Regions from separate parts of the Mus musculus genome. Here region 2 is linked to region 1. The links are chromatin contacts, called in public Hi-C maps. All regions are on one chromosome and are shown on one strand. The core of a region is the stretch at or near the end of the contact, and the rest is flanking DNA. Distances in the headings are between cores, read along the strand shown. Region 1 overlaps 4921511C10Rik (RIKEN cDNA 4921511C10 gene). Region 2 holds the start of Gm40072 (a long non-coding RNA gene).

Region 1 (5,537 bases), core at 521-3,020:
TGACACCAGATGTAATCATTCCCCAAAACAAAACCAACTTACGAGTGCAAGCATTTCAGAAGATGGAAATGTTCAAGGCAGTGTGTTAGTCGATAATACAGTGTGCTTGCTTCCTTTCCTCCTTAGAGAACAAAGAGGAAAAGCCACATAACAGAGGTTCCAGTAAGGGAAGGAACCAGCTACTGTAACTGTCCTTTCTAAATCCTACCTGCCTACTACAGACTGACAGTCTCCTATTTAGTCCACAGAGAATTCTGACCGCTAGGAGAAAACATTCACTTCTTTAAATTATAACATCATATATTAATAGCAGTGGAACCCTAAGATCCTGGAGCTAGAATAGCCCCAACTTACTAAAAGCACTCCTGTCTAAAGGAGACTATCAATCATCTATTAAAAGGTAAGTCTTTATCTACCAGCCAGCGTGCATGCCCTTGTTAGCGGCAGCACTTAGGGACTGAGAGGATTAGAAACAGTGTAACAAATTAAAGCACAGTTCTTTGTTCCCTCAAACACTAAACAAACAGCTAACATATATGCTTCCTTCCTTCCACGTACTGAAATGTGTTCACCTTATTGTAAAGTTGGCTAATTCTCAACTGAATTTAAAATCAAACCTTCACTTATAAGTTTACATAGCATCCTTCCTGGAACGCCCTACCTTTCTTCTAAAGTCTAGATAGATCCTTTCTTAAAGAAACAGCAAGATTCGATGTCAGGGTTTGGGGGTGGGGATGCTATACATGCCAGGAAAAGCTCAGCCCTCCTGTGCTGATAGTTCCTCACCATATACAGACACTGGAGGCTCAGTCTAAAGAAAAAAGGATCTAAAGAAAAAGGACCCCTCTAGTCTCTAACTATATTCCTCAATTACTAAGCCATGTCATACTCAGCCAGGAATGGTGGTGCATGCCTATAACCCTAGCACTTGAAAGACAAGAGGCTGAGGCAGGATGATCACAAGGTCGTGGCTAGACATGACTACTACTACATGACTCTGACTCTCCTGGCCCCTTACCGCACATGCACACATGGCCACACAAACATGTCCACACATGCGCACACGCGCACATACAATTGACTGATTTTAATATTTAATAATAAGGCATCCTCATCTGTGTTTCTGTAAAGTGAGGAACAGCAGTCCTCAGACTAAGCTCCAAATTAAAATCGCCCAGGGAAGCTTCAAAGGCCCAGCCGCTGCCTGGGAATACAGTTCCGGGACGAGTACTTGCCCACTGGGTGGGGTCCCGAACTAGCTACCTGTCAGCACAGAACTAAAAATAAGAGAGTGTCATGCATGCCTTGACAGCACAAGTACCTACACTTAGCACGTGCCAGTCTGTGCACATCTGTTTCTGGTTCTGTGAGGGGATGCTAGAAGGAACATCCCAGAAGCAACAACACTCCCTGCACCCTGGTGCTAGAAAGAACCTGTCTTCTTTCAAGATCTCCCTGGTCCTAGGGCTGGACTGGAAAATGAGCCCACAGCACTGTGTGGACAGGAATGCGCTGAAAGGGCTGGGAAAGTGTGAGAAATACCATGTAATGTGATAATCTAGAGTCACTATGCCCAAATCCATGCTGAGATGAATAAAATCTAATTCACAGAATTCAAATGCGGTACTGCAGTCTACACGGACGCTCCATCCTCCCTCCAGGAAGGAAGCTTAACTCTCCACCCCTTGAGAGACTTGCATCCAAAGGACAGAAGCTCTGGTCAGGGCATGTTCTGAAAGAGACGTGACAAGTGCTAACTCAGCCAGCAGTCATGGTCTGCACCAACAATGTGAAGCGGGAAGTGGTTTCTTTATATCTGTGATCTCAGGAGCACCCATAACCACGGCCCATCGAGGAGGAAAAACATCAGAGAAATGCCAAAGGATGGATATCTACCACTAATCCTCAGGTTGTCAAAGAAAACGCAGGTCGGAAGAGTCAGCCGTCTGAGAAGATAAGGCACTGACTGAAGGGTCCGGAGTACAAGGATAAACCGGTAAGGAAACAGTAGGATTTAATACAATCCAAGCTTGGTTAACGAAATACGCCAATGGCCATCTTAATAATTCTTCAACAGCTTACATTCTGTACCTAATGTGAATCCATAAAAGTTAGGGTGTCCCATGAATCACTTATAAACTCATAGCCACACTGGATTTCCAACATTGTATACTTAGTATATATATGTATTGCATGCTTGCTGAGCATGCAGAGGCCCTGTGTGCTGTGGTGCAGCCTGTAAGTCTCAGCACTACTGTAAGGTGGAGGAAGGAAGACTGATGTAGAGAGCAAAGCTACCCTGGGCTACAGTGTGACACAGTGACAAAAAAAAAAGAAAGAAAAAGAGAAAGAGAAACAATTGTTTTTAAAAAGTCATTCTAACAACCTTGTAAAACCTCTTTGATAAGCAGTTTTACGAAGATATAACGTCTGACTCAGCTACAGCGACTGTGAAGGTAACCACGCTGATCACACAGCTTACAGCTCTTCACACAGAACAGTCTGTGTGTGGCATAGAAAACCAGTGGAGGGCAGATGTCAGTCAGCACTGGGGGTCCTCTTCAATCCCACTGCACTGCATTGACCAAGTCAGAGTATCTCACTAAACCCACACAGCTCGCCCATTCAGCTAGTCTGGCTAGCCAGGGTGTGCCAAGGGTCTTCTACCCAAGTGCTGGGGTAACAAGTGGGCACACACACTCTCAGCCTTTTATGTGAGTTGTAAGGCTCCAAACTCTGGTCCTCTCAAATGCACAGCAATGGTCTTAATCACTGAGCCAACTCCCCAGAGCTCCCTAAACAAAGCTCAATGCACATCTATTCCACAGACTTCCCAAGACTACACAGGAAAGGCTTCCACCAAAAGTAGAACAAACACCAGCATTTTTCAAAAGCAAAATTAGAAAAAATGAAAATATGGAGATTAGGGGAAACAGAAATAGAAAGGAAAAAAAAATCCTCCTGACTTATTACAAAATGCATAAGGATTCTTGTTTTTATAATAAATATCTATGTTGATAAAACAGGCTCAGTGAACAAATAATGTACGCCCTTCCCTATTGTTGGGATCCATTCTCACAACACTTGAAAACCATTTTGGTTTGGGCTTTTCATTATGTATTGGTTTGTTCTTTGAAACAACATCTCCCTATGGAGCTCAGACTAGACTCCTGCCTCAACCACCCATGTGCTATGATTACAGAGGTTTGTCACCATGCCTTGAGTCTGTCCACAAGCCCCACCTCTGACCACTGCAGCAGCCTGACCAACCACTGTGCTTCCATGCCTCTGAAAGTGGGTGATGAGCATCGCACAGCAAAGGTGATCCCACGGGGCCTTAACACACACCCTGGCACGAGAAAAAAAAAAGCCAGAAACTGTTAATAAGTACTACAATTACTAAGATAGAAAACTAATTCAAAATACTAAAAATAAAAAAAAACTAAACTATAGAATTGTTTAAGATGATCTTTTATTTATTGAGCAATACACTTTACCCTCAGTAACCAAATACATTTCTTTTCCATTTCTGAAGGAATCATAAAGTATTCTAGTTAAGTCAGCCCTTCCCCCACAGCAGCTGTTGTGTGAAACTGACTCAAAAAATGTAGACATAGAACTGAAATATTTGATCATCTGCCCCAAACCACTTGCCAACGTGCCTGTAGGATTTTCCATCCCATAATTTATTTTCAAAATAAACTGCTTACTGGTTTCATCAGAAATCTACTGAGTTTCAATATATGTGAGAAAATGGTCCTCACTTGTCAAACTTATAAAAAAAATCAATTATCTTCTGACTTTAGCAGAAGAAAGAAATAAAAAGCATGATATTACTATGATCTACAGGTTCTAAATAACATCACAGGAAAGAAAAATAAATATCCACATTAAACCACTTTAAAAGCTGTTCCAAATAGCATTCTCTGTATAAAAGGAAAATAGATATTTCTGGGTGAAATAAATAAAACTATTGAAACTACCTTTTAATACCATCCAGTAAAAAATAGGAAAATACATCAAAATCACAATCAAGGAAATGCTATCTAACATTAATATATTTCTCAGATCAGCCAAATTGAAAGTTTATTAAAATTCATTGCAGGGTTGGATTCTTCCAAACTGTTGTCAGAAATATAAATAGGTACTGCTTATTCCATGAGCCATGTGGCAATATCTAGCAAAATATTAAATATATGCATACACATTCAGCAATTCCACTAGTAGGAATTGAATCCATAATCATCTCACAAAATATATCTTTGCAGTATCTTGAATGAGAATGCCCCCTTAGGCTCATAAGGAATAGATCTATCTGAACAGATTAGAAGGATTAGGAAATGTGCCCTTGAAGAAGGAAGTGTCACTAAGGGGTGGATTTTGAGGTTTCAAAATCCCAAGTCAGTCCCAGTCATTCACTCAGTCTCTGTCTCTGTCTCTGTCTCTGTGTGTGTGTGTGTGTCTTTGGATCAGGATGTAATGGTCTCAGATACTGCTGCCACACTTGTGCGCATGCTATGGTGCTCCCTGCCATAATTATAATGGACTAAACCTCTAAAACTGTAAGTAAGCTTCCAATTAAATGCTTCCTTTCATAAGAGTTGCAATGGTCATAGTACCTCTTCAAAGCAACAGAACACGGACTAAGGCAATCTACAAATGCATGCATGCACACGGTATGTGTACTCAAAGTCTGTGAAAATACTTAACTATCCACCTTAAGGACTGCCAAAACAACACGCATGCAGAGGAAGGCTGCACACCCGCTGACAGGTCAGCTCACAGAAATACGAAAGGGTAAAAGCTACATATGCAGAATGATCCCATTTGTTTAAAATAGGTAATTAAGCAAATGACTAGCATCATGAGACTTTCTCAAGTATGTGAAAGGGTGCTAGAGAATGGACACACAGAAGGGAGTCATTCTTCATACTGCTTTAAAATCGTTTTGAATACTTACACACTTTTGCTGTATGGAGAGAACACTTACGTATGCACTGATTCAACATCAGTGCTTACAGATTTCCTTAAACAATGTATGTAGTTGTCATCAGCTGACTCTCTCCTCCCAGCCTTCATAGTAAAGCACTCTCTCTCTCTCTCTCTCTCTCTCTCTCTTTTTTTTTTTTTTTTTTTTTTTTTGGTTTTTTTGAGACAGGGTTTCTCTGTGTAGCCCTGGCTGTCCTGGAACTCACTCTGTAGACCAGGCTGGCCTCAAACTCAGAAATCCGCCTGCGTCTGCCTTCCAAGTGTTGGGATTAAAGGCATGCGCCACCACTGCCCGGCTAGTAAAGCATTTTCTTATACTGTTTCCTATCTCATCTACTGGACCTGATGCTGACAGCATCTCACGGAGCTTCCCCATAATTACAACAGTCCTCTACACTACCACCCTATTTATCCAGTTGTTTCCCCAGACTGCAGCACACCCTGAACTCTTGGTGTTTTTGACACATGGAGCTGTTACCACAACCTAGCATCTGGTGATTTCAAGAGACACATCACAAAGTTATTTTAGAAATGACAATATTAGTGGG
Region 2 (6,001 bases), core at 1,956-4,455, 85 kb after region 1:
CAAACAGATTTGACTAATGTTATCCTTCATTTTATTTTGAGGCTTCTCTAGCAAGGTCAAGAGAAACCACTCAGGACCAAAGACCTGAATCGACTCTGAGGACATCAGCTAATAATGAATTGTATTTTAGTTGAGTCCCAGGGACTGTTATAAAAAGAAGACTGTCTTAGATCCAGAGGTGCTCAGTTTCTTACGGATAATCACCACAGTGACTCACCCCTGCGTCCTCTGTGCAGGGACACCCTCGGGGCTATGGAGCAGTGTGCACGTGGACCCTATGACATCTATGGAAGTCGAATCCTGCTTTCCAGACGGACATAAAATTCATGTGGTTTTTTTCATACATTTTTAAGTAGTTCCTGACCCAAGTATACAAAATTGAGAACAGGTGACCAGTGTTTCCCAAAGAATGATAAAAATTCAGGGCATTTTAAAGAAGAAATGCCTTCAGGGAAAGTTACCTGAAAATCCCAAGCTGTGCTCAAGATTATGTGGGGAAAGACAGGCGTGGAACTTGGGGACAGAGAACATTTTAACATGGACAAGACTCTGGTTTTTGTCCCCAGAAATAAAAAAATTAATAAAAATAAAACTAGGCTTCAAAACCACGTAGTCACCACCCCATGTAACACTGTTAAATTTTATCTATGTTTTAGACCTTTATTCATATTCTCCCAATCATTTCTAAACCTGTGGGATGTGGGCAAGACTACCCAGCAGGTAAAGGCATTTGCCACCAAACCTGTCAACTTGAGTTACATTCCTGAGACTCACATGGTGGAAGGAGAGACCTGACTCTCTCAAGCTGCTCTCTGACCTCCACATGTGCATGTAAATAATAGTAAAACCAAAAATAACTTAAAGCTATTGCAGTAATATTAGGTAGTCAATAAAAATGTCTTAGAGTCTTGAAAGAATAGAAAAATAAAAAAAGCTTAATTGGCCCAGCAGGCTTTTTAAGATTACTTATTTTAAAAAAGGGTGTGTGGGGCTGGAGAGATGGCTCAGTGGGTAAGAGCACCCGACTGCTCTTCCGAAGGTCCAGAGTTCAAATCCCAGCAACCACTTGGTGGCTCACAACCACCCGTAATGAGATCTGACTCCCCCTTCTGGAGGGTCTGAAGACAGCTACAGTGTACTTATTTATAATAATAAATAAATCTTTAAAGAAAAAAAAGGGTGTGTGTGTGGTGGTGGGGGGGGAGTGGGGGATGATGACGAATGTGTGTTGAATGAATGTAGACCATTGAAACGTGACAGTGCCTCTTCTTCGTTACATCTCTTCTCTGGTAACTTTTCAGAAAGCTGTATTAGTTTGTAATAAAATTACAATAGAAAATTATTTTGGTGACAATCAGTGTCTAGTAATTTATAATATATATAAATCAAGAAAGTATACCTGGACCAGAGATGGAAACCAACCACACGGCTGCATGAGCAGTCCCGGCAGAGCGTAGAGGATGTGGCGGCGTCGGACAACAATCATCTAGTTCTGGCACGCAAAGTGAACTTAAACGGCTGTGTTGCAGAAAAAGGTTGTGATGGGAAGGCAGCCGCAAGAGAGGGCAGATGCGTGAAAGCCACTGCCGCCGCCACTACTCTGATGACTCCTGTAGAAAGAGCTTGAACCTGAGGTGGGACACAGTTGCATGCGTCTTCAGGGAAGAGACTGTTTGCATCCTAATGCATGCAGTCACTAGATTGTTGAAGTGCATACCTCTCTTCTCTCTCTTCTATTTATTTAATATATGTGAGTACACTGTCACCGTCTTCAGACACACCAGAAGAGGGCATCAGATCCCATTACAGATGGTTCTGAGCCACCACGTGGCTGCTGGGAATTGAACTCAGGACCTCTGGAAGAGCAGTCAGTGCTCTTAACCACTGAGCCATCTCTCCAGCCCAGCCTCTGCTGTCTTCTACTAAATGCAAACAGCTGTGTGAGCTGTGCAGCTAGCTATTCTTGCGAATCTAGCTTTCAGCTCATTTGTAATAGCAGTGGATTTCCCTCTCCATTGTTGTATCAATAAAGAAGAGTTAATTTCGTTTTCTTATCCAAGATAACGTTGACGTGCATTCTTTCATTTTATTCGTCCTTGCTTCCCATCTTACCCAGTGTATGCTGGACGACGGCTGAGCTATTGGCCCCTCTCCCCATCCCAACATCTGTAATTAAGTCAGTTAAATCACATTCTGCAACTAAAAGCGTGAGTGCTTTGTATGCATTGATGTATTTCTTTTTTAAGATTTAGTTACTTAGTATGATTGGTATTTTGATTATATGTCTGTCTGTGTGAGGTGCCAGATCCTCTAGGACTGGAGTTACAGACAGTTGTGAGCTGCCATGTGGGTGCTGGGAATTGAACCCCAGTCCTCTGGAAGAGCAGCCAGTGCTCCTAACCACTGAGCTATCTCTCTAGCCCCTAATTTTTTTTTTTTCCAGTTTGGGGCAAGCTAGGTTAAAAACTACCACTGAGATACACCTCCTATTTCAACTTAAAATAACTCTTAAAACTATTATTTGGGAAATTATCTCAATTAAAAAAAAAACCATGTTAGTTATTATTGCAAACATGTTTTGTTGACAACATCTTTGTAAGCCGACCAGTGTCAGCGGCCTGGGTTTACTATTACCTTGGGCTCACAGCCACTTGGCTCGAAACCAACAGAGATTCCTAAAGGAGGGAAAACCTTTGCGAACAGGCTGGCTGCTTTCTGCGCGATGAAAGAGACAAAGCTGCATACTGAGAAACTTCCTGAGAACCCTTTCCAGGTAACTGAGCATTTTGAAGTTTAGTGGGAACTAGGCCATGATGACAAGCTTTCGCTGTAAGGTTCCAGCATTCTGGTACCAGTGCAGGACAGTGACAGAGGAAACCCAAGTCCTCTCTGTACAGATAAAATGGCAGTCTCTTTTGGCTAATCTCAAGTGCAGAGTTTTGGAAGAGGCATGAGGATGTCTTCTATTCCTAGACCACCTAGAGAAAGCCAAAACAACATCTCTATGGACTGTACGATCACCTGAATGAGCCAGCATCCCTTAAAGAAGGTGGACACCCTCTCACAGTCAGCCTTTCCTTCTCTAAATGCCAATGGTTTGCGCTGTGTCACTTTTCCTTTCTGCTTTTTCTCTGGGACACGCTTGTGCTGTGACACGTATTACATCATGGCCTTTGGAACATCGAGTCTCTAACTACTGGGCTGTGCAGATCCTAGGCCAGGGCTCAGCAAAGCACAGGGAGTGGCAGCCTAGTTGAGAACTCACTGTGACCTGCTTGTTCTTCAGACCCTTCTCAAAAGTATGTTGCCAATTCTTCCTCATTGCTTGGGGTTTCATTTATCTAAGAGCACCTTGGCATTTTTCAGATTACCAAGAATCTATTGTAAAGTGACAGGGACTTAGTAAGTAGATAAGGAGAGCGAGACAGATTGCTCCTGTAGACTGTTTCCTGATATGGACGATAAACATTAGTAGACAAAAATGTAGCCAATCGGGACCCGGCAGGAGTGCTTCTAATTCAAAGTCTGATATAAACTGGGCCCCTAAGAAAACCAGAGAGAATGTGAAGAGTCTGAAAAGATGTAGCTTAGTGGCAGAGCATTTGCCTAGCCATGTGGGGTCCTGTGTTCCATCTCTAGCACTGTGGAAAAAAAAAAAAAAAAGAGTTTTTGAAATGGTAGACATGCAAATCTGTGTGTGTATAAATGGTTTTTATTTATTTCTTGCATTTATTTCTTTTTTATTTCTTTCTTATTGTAACTTTTTTCTTCCTTCTTTAAACAATAAGTTTTACCAATTCTTTGCAAATTTCAGAGAAGGCATTTGATCATATTCCCCTCCCCACCCATCCCCCAACTCCCCCCAGGTCCACCACTCTTTACTTACCTACCCAACCTTGTGGTCCCCACCACTTTCTTCCCCTTGGGAAGCCCAGTGTGTACAATGTGTGCTGTCTAAGAACTCTTGGGTATACGTCATTCACTAAAGTATGGTCAACCCACTAGGGGCCAAACATTTAAAGAAAACTGACTTTTCTTCTCCCACTAGCTATTGATTGCCAAAGGCTTTTCAACCAACAGTGAGAGTTTTGAGCTCACTTCTCAGTGCTGGGCTTTGGTCTGGCTTGAGCTTGCACGGGTTTTATGCACAATGCCACATCCACTGTGAGTTCGTATGGGTAACTTCCCTCCTCTGCCTGGTAAACACTGTCTCACTGTCGCCTAGGAATCCACAACCTCTGGCTCTTACATCCTTTACAGCTCTGATCCCATGATGATACCTGAGCCTCGGGAGAAGGGAGTGTGAGACAGGCTGAGCATCTGTGCACCATGACCAGTTGTGGGTCTCTTGTTAATCACCATCCTCTGCAAAAAGAAGCTCCTCTAACAACAGTTGAGAAATTCACTAATCTGCAGCAGGGATAAGCATACATTCACATATAAAGGAGACAGCAACCATTAGCATCATTACACAGAACAACCACACAGAGGTCTTTGTCAACTCAGCTTCTAATTTTGAGCCACATTTTAGAATTAATGGCTCAGTGGGCTAATACATCTACAGCAGTTACAAGAATAAAAGCACTTGACCTCTTATAAATTTTGGACTAGTGACCACCAGAAGCAGACTTATTTTCTGATGTAGAAATAAGCCCCTTATATATAATTGACGTAGTCAAGCAAATAGACATTTGACTCCAAATGGCAGGTGTTTAATCTCAATTGTATTGACTCAAAATAGCAGAAATGTCAAAAGAACTTCAGTGTCCATTTTATATGTTGACAGGTTATATATAGTATGTATTGCATATTGACAGTCTATATAATGTATGTTGCATGAGACAGCACGTATTGGCCACTTTGCACGTGTTGCATTTACACATTTACAACTCTGCAGTCTTGTGCATACTACAGAGATTTGGACACACAACTCCATGTGTTCCTAGTCACAGGTGTACAGGGAATCGAAATCTTTTTAAATAGTTGCTTATAAAATGATCATTTTAAAGACTTAAACATGTCTTTAAGTCTCCCTAGATAGTTTTCTAACTAGTCAAAATCTCAACAAAATCATCAAAAAACAAGACAAAACAAAACCAAAAACCAAAAACCAAACCAAAAAAAACCCACCAAGTAGTTGTGTTACTAAAACATAAAATCTTGATAGAGGCAGAGGAAGGTGGAGCTTTGTAAGTTCAAGGACAGCCTGGTTTATATAGGTCTATAAAAATCTGTCTTGCCCTAGACCTAAATCATTCCATCAGGAAGGAAGTTCAAAATTAACCTTTCAACTATATAGTTAACATTTTAATTGGATGGATGAGGTAGTTTTTTTTTTCTTTCAGTTTTAAGTTCTATAGTATAAAAGTAAATTGTTACATTTGATCTATATTTTCAAAGTAAGAGAGAGAGAGAGAGAAAAAAAACCCAGGCAATGCATACTAATGTAGTACAGAAATCATGTCCAAATACCTAAATCCATCCATATGTGAATACACATACACCCCAAATCAGGCATGTCAAGAAGAGTAATTTTAGTTTGCAGTAAGTTCAACACCTGCAAATTCACCACTGAAGCACCCAGAGGTTTGCCATGCATCATTTTCTGGAACTCTAGAGGAAGCTGAGTCATGCTCCCGTGCTGTCTTAGAGAGCATCAAAGGTTACAGAAGACTAGCCGGACAGAATTCTCCCTAGGGGAAACCACCATAGTACACACTTAACATGTTTCGTGGTTAAATAAGTGACCACACAGGTCTCAATACCGTTGCTTCTCGGTCTCACTCACTTCAACAGAGCCCCAAAGAGCAACACATCTCAACCTTCCCTGTAACCCAGCAGATGCCCAAATATCCCAACAGCATACCCAATTTGTTCAAAAGAGCTTCCAAATGGATAAGGCTTGTCAAACAAATGGTGCAACAGCCCAAATAGTTCAACAAACCAAAACAGTTGAGAAAAACTCTGAAGGACAGAGCTAATCACTAAAGGACAGCCCCCC

What was found. A called contact is a pair of places that touch in the nucleus more often than the background predicts.
Region 2: a Hi-C map of the G1E-ER4 cell line shows a contact between it and region 1, with 3 times the contacts expected there. The contact joins two enhancer-like sites. A contact is called at or near these places in 2 of 39 promoter capture datasets (cranial neural crest and liver), 7 of 484 Hi-C or Micro-C datasets (the G1E-ER4 cell line, Th2 cells, embryonic stem cells and 3 more), 3 of 115 datasets of contacts at active chromatin or transcription factors (CD8 T cells, acute myeloid leukemia and embryonic stem cells) and 4 of 9 other capture datasets (adipose tissue, liver, macrophages and 1 more).

What each region holds. Positions count from the first base shown.
Region 1 is chr3:79,246,566-79,252,102 of GRCm38.p6, forward strand. It overlaps 4921511C10Rik (RIKEN cDNA 4921511C10 gene), which reads left to right. Exons shown (of 3, transcript NR_045502.1): 2 at 1,612-1,996. It also overlaps a transcript of Rapgef2 not described here. Among named protein-coding and RNA genes, the nearest start is that of 4921511C10Rik, 36 kb to the left of the region's middle. Within about 2 kb of position 1,771, at least 65 of the 459 cell types and tissues checked have an H3K27ac peak or open chromatin away from gene starts, as enhancers often do. A contact at or near this core is called in the G1E-ER4 cell line, where this site is marked.
Region 2 is chr3:79,330,591-79,336,591 of GRCm38.p6, forward strand. It overlaps Gm40072 (a long non-coding RNA gene), which reads right to left and starts at 5,986. Exons shown (of 3, transcript XR_867363.1): 1 at 5,867-5,986; 2 at 4,281-4,410; 3 at 3,615-3,641. Within about 2 kb of position 3,206, at least 5 of the 459 cell types and tissues checked have an H3K27ac peak or open chromatin away from gene starts, as enhancers often do. A contact at or near this core is called in the G1E-ER4 cell line, where this site is marked.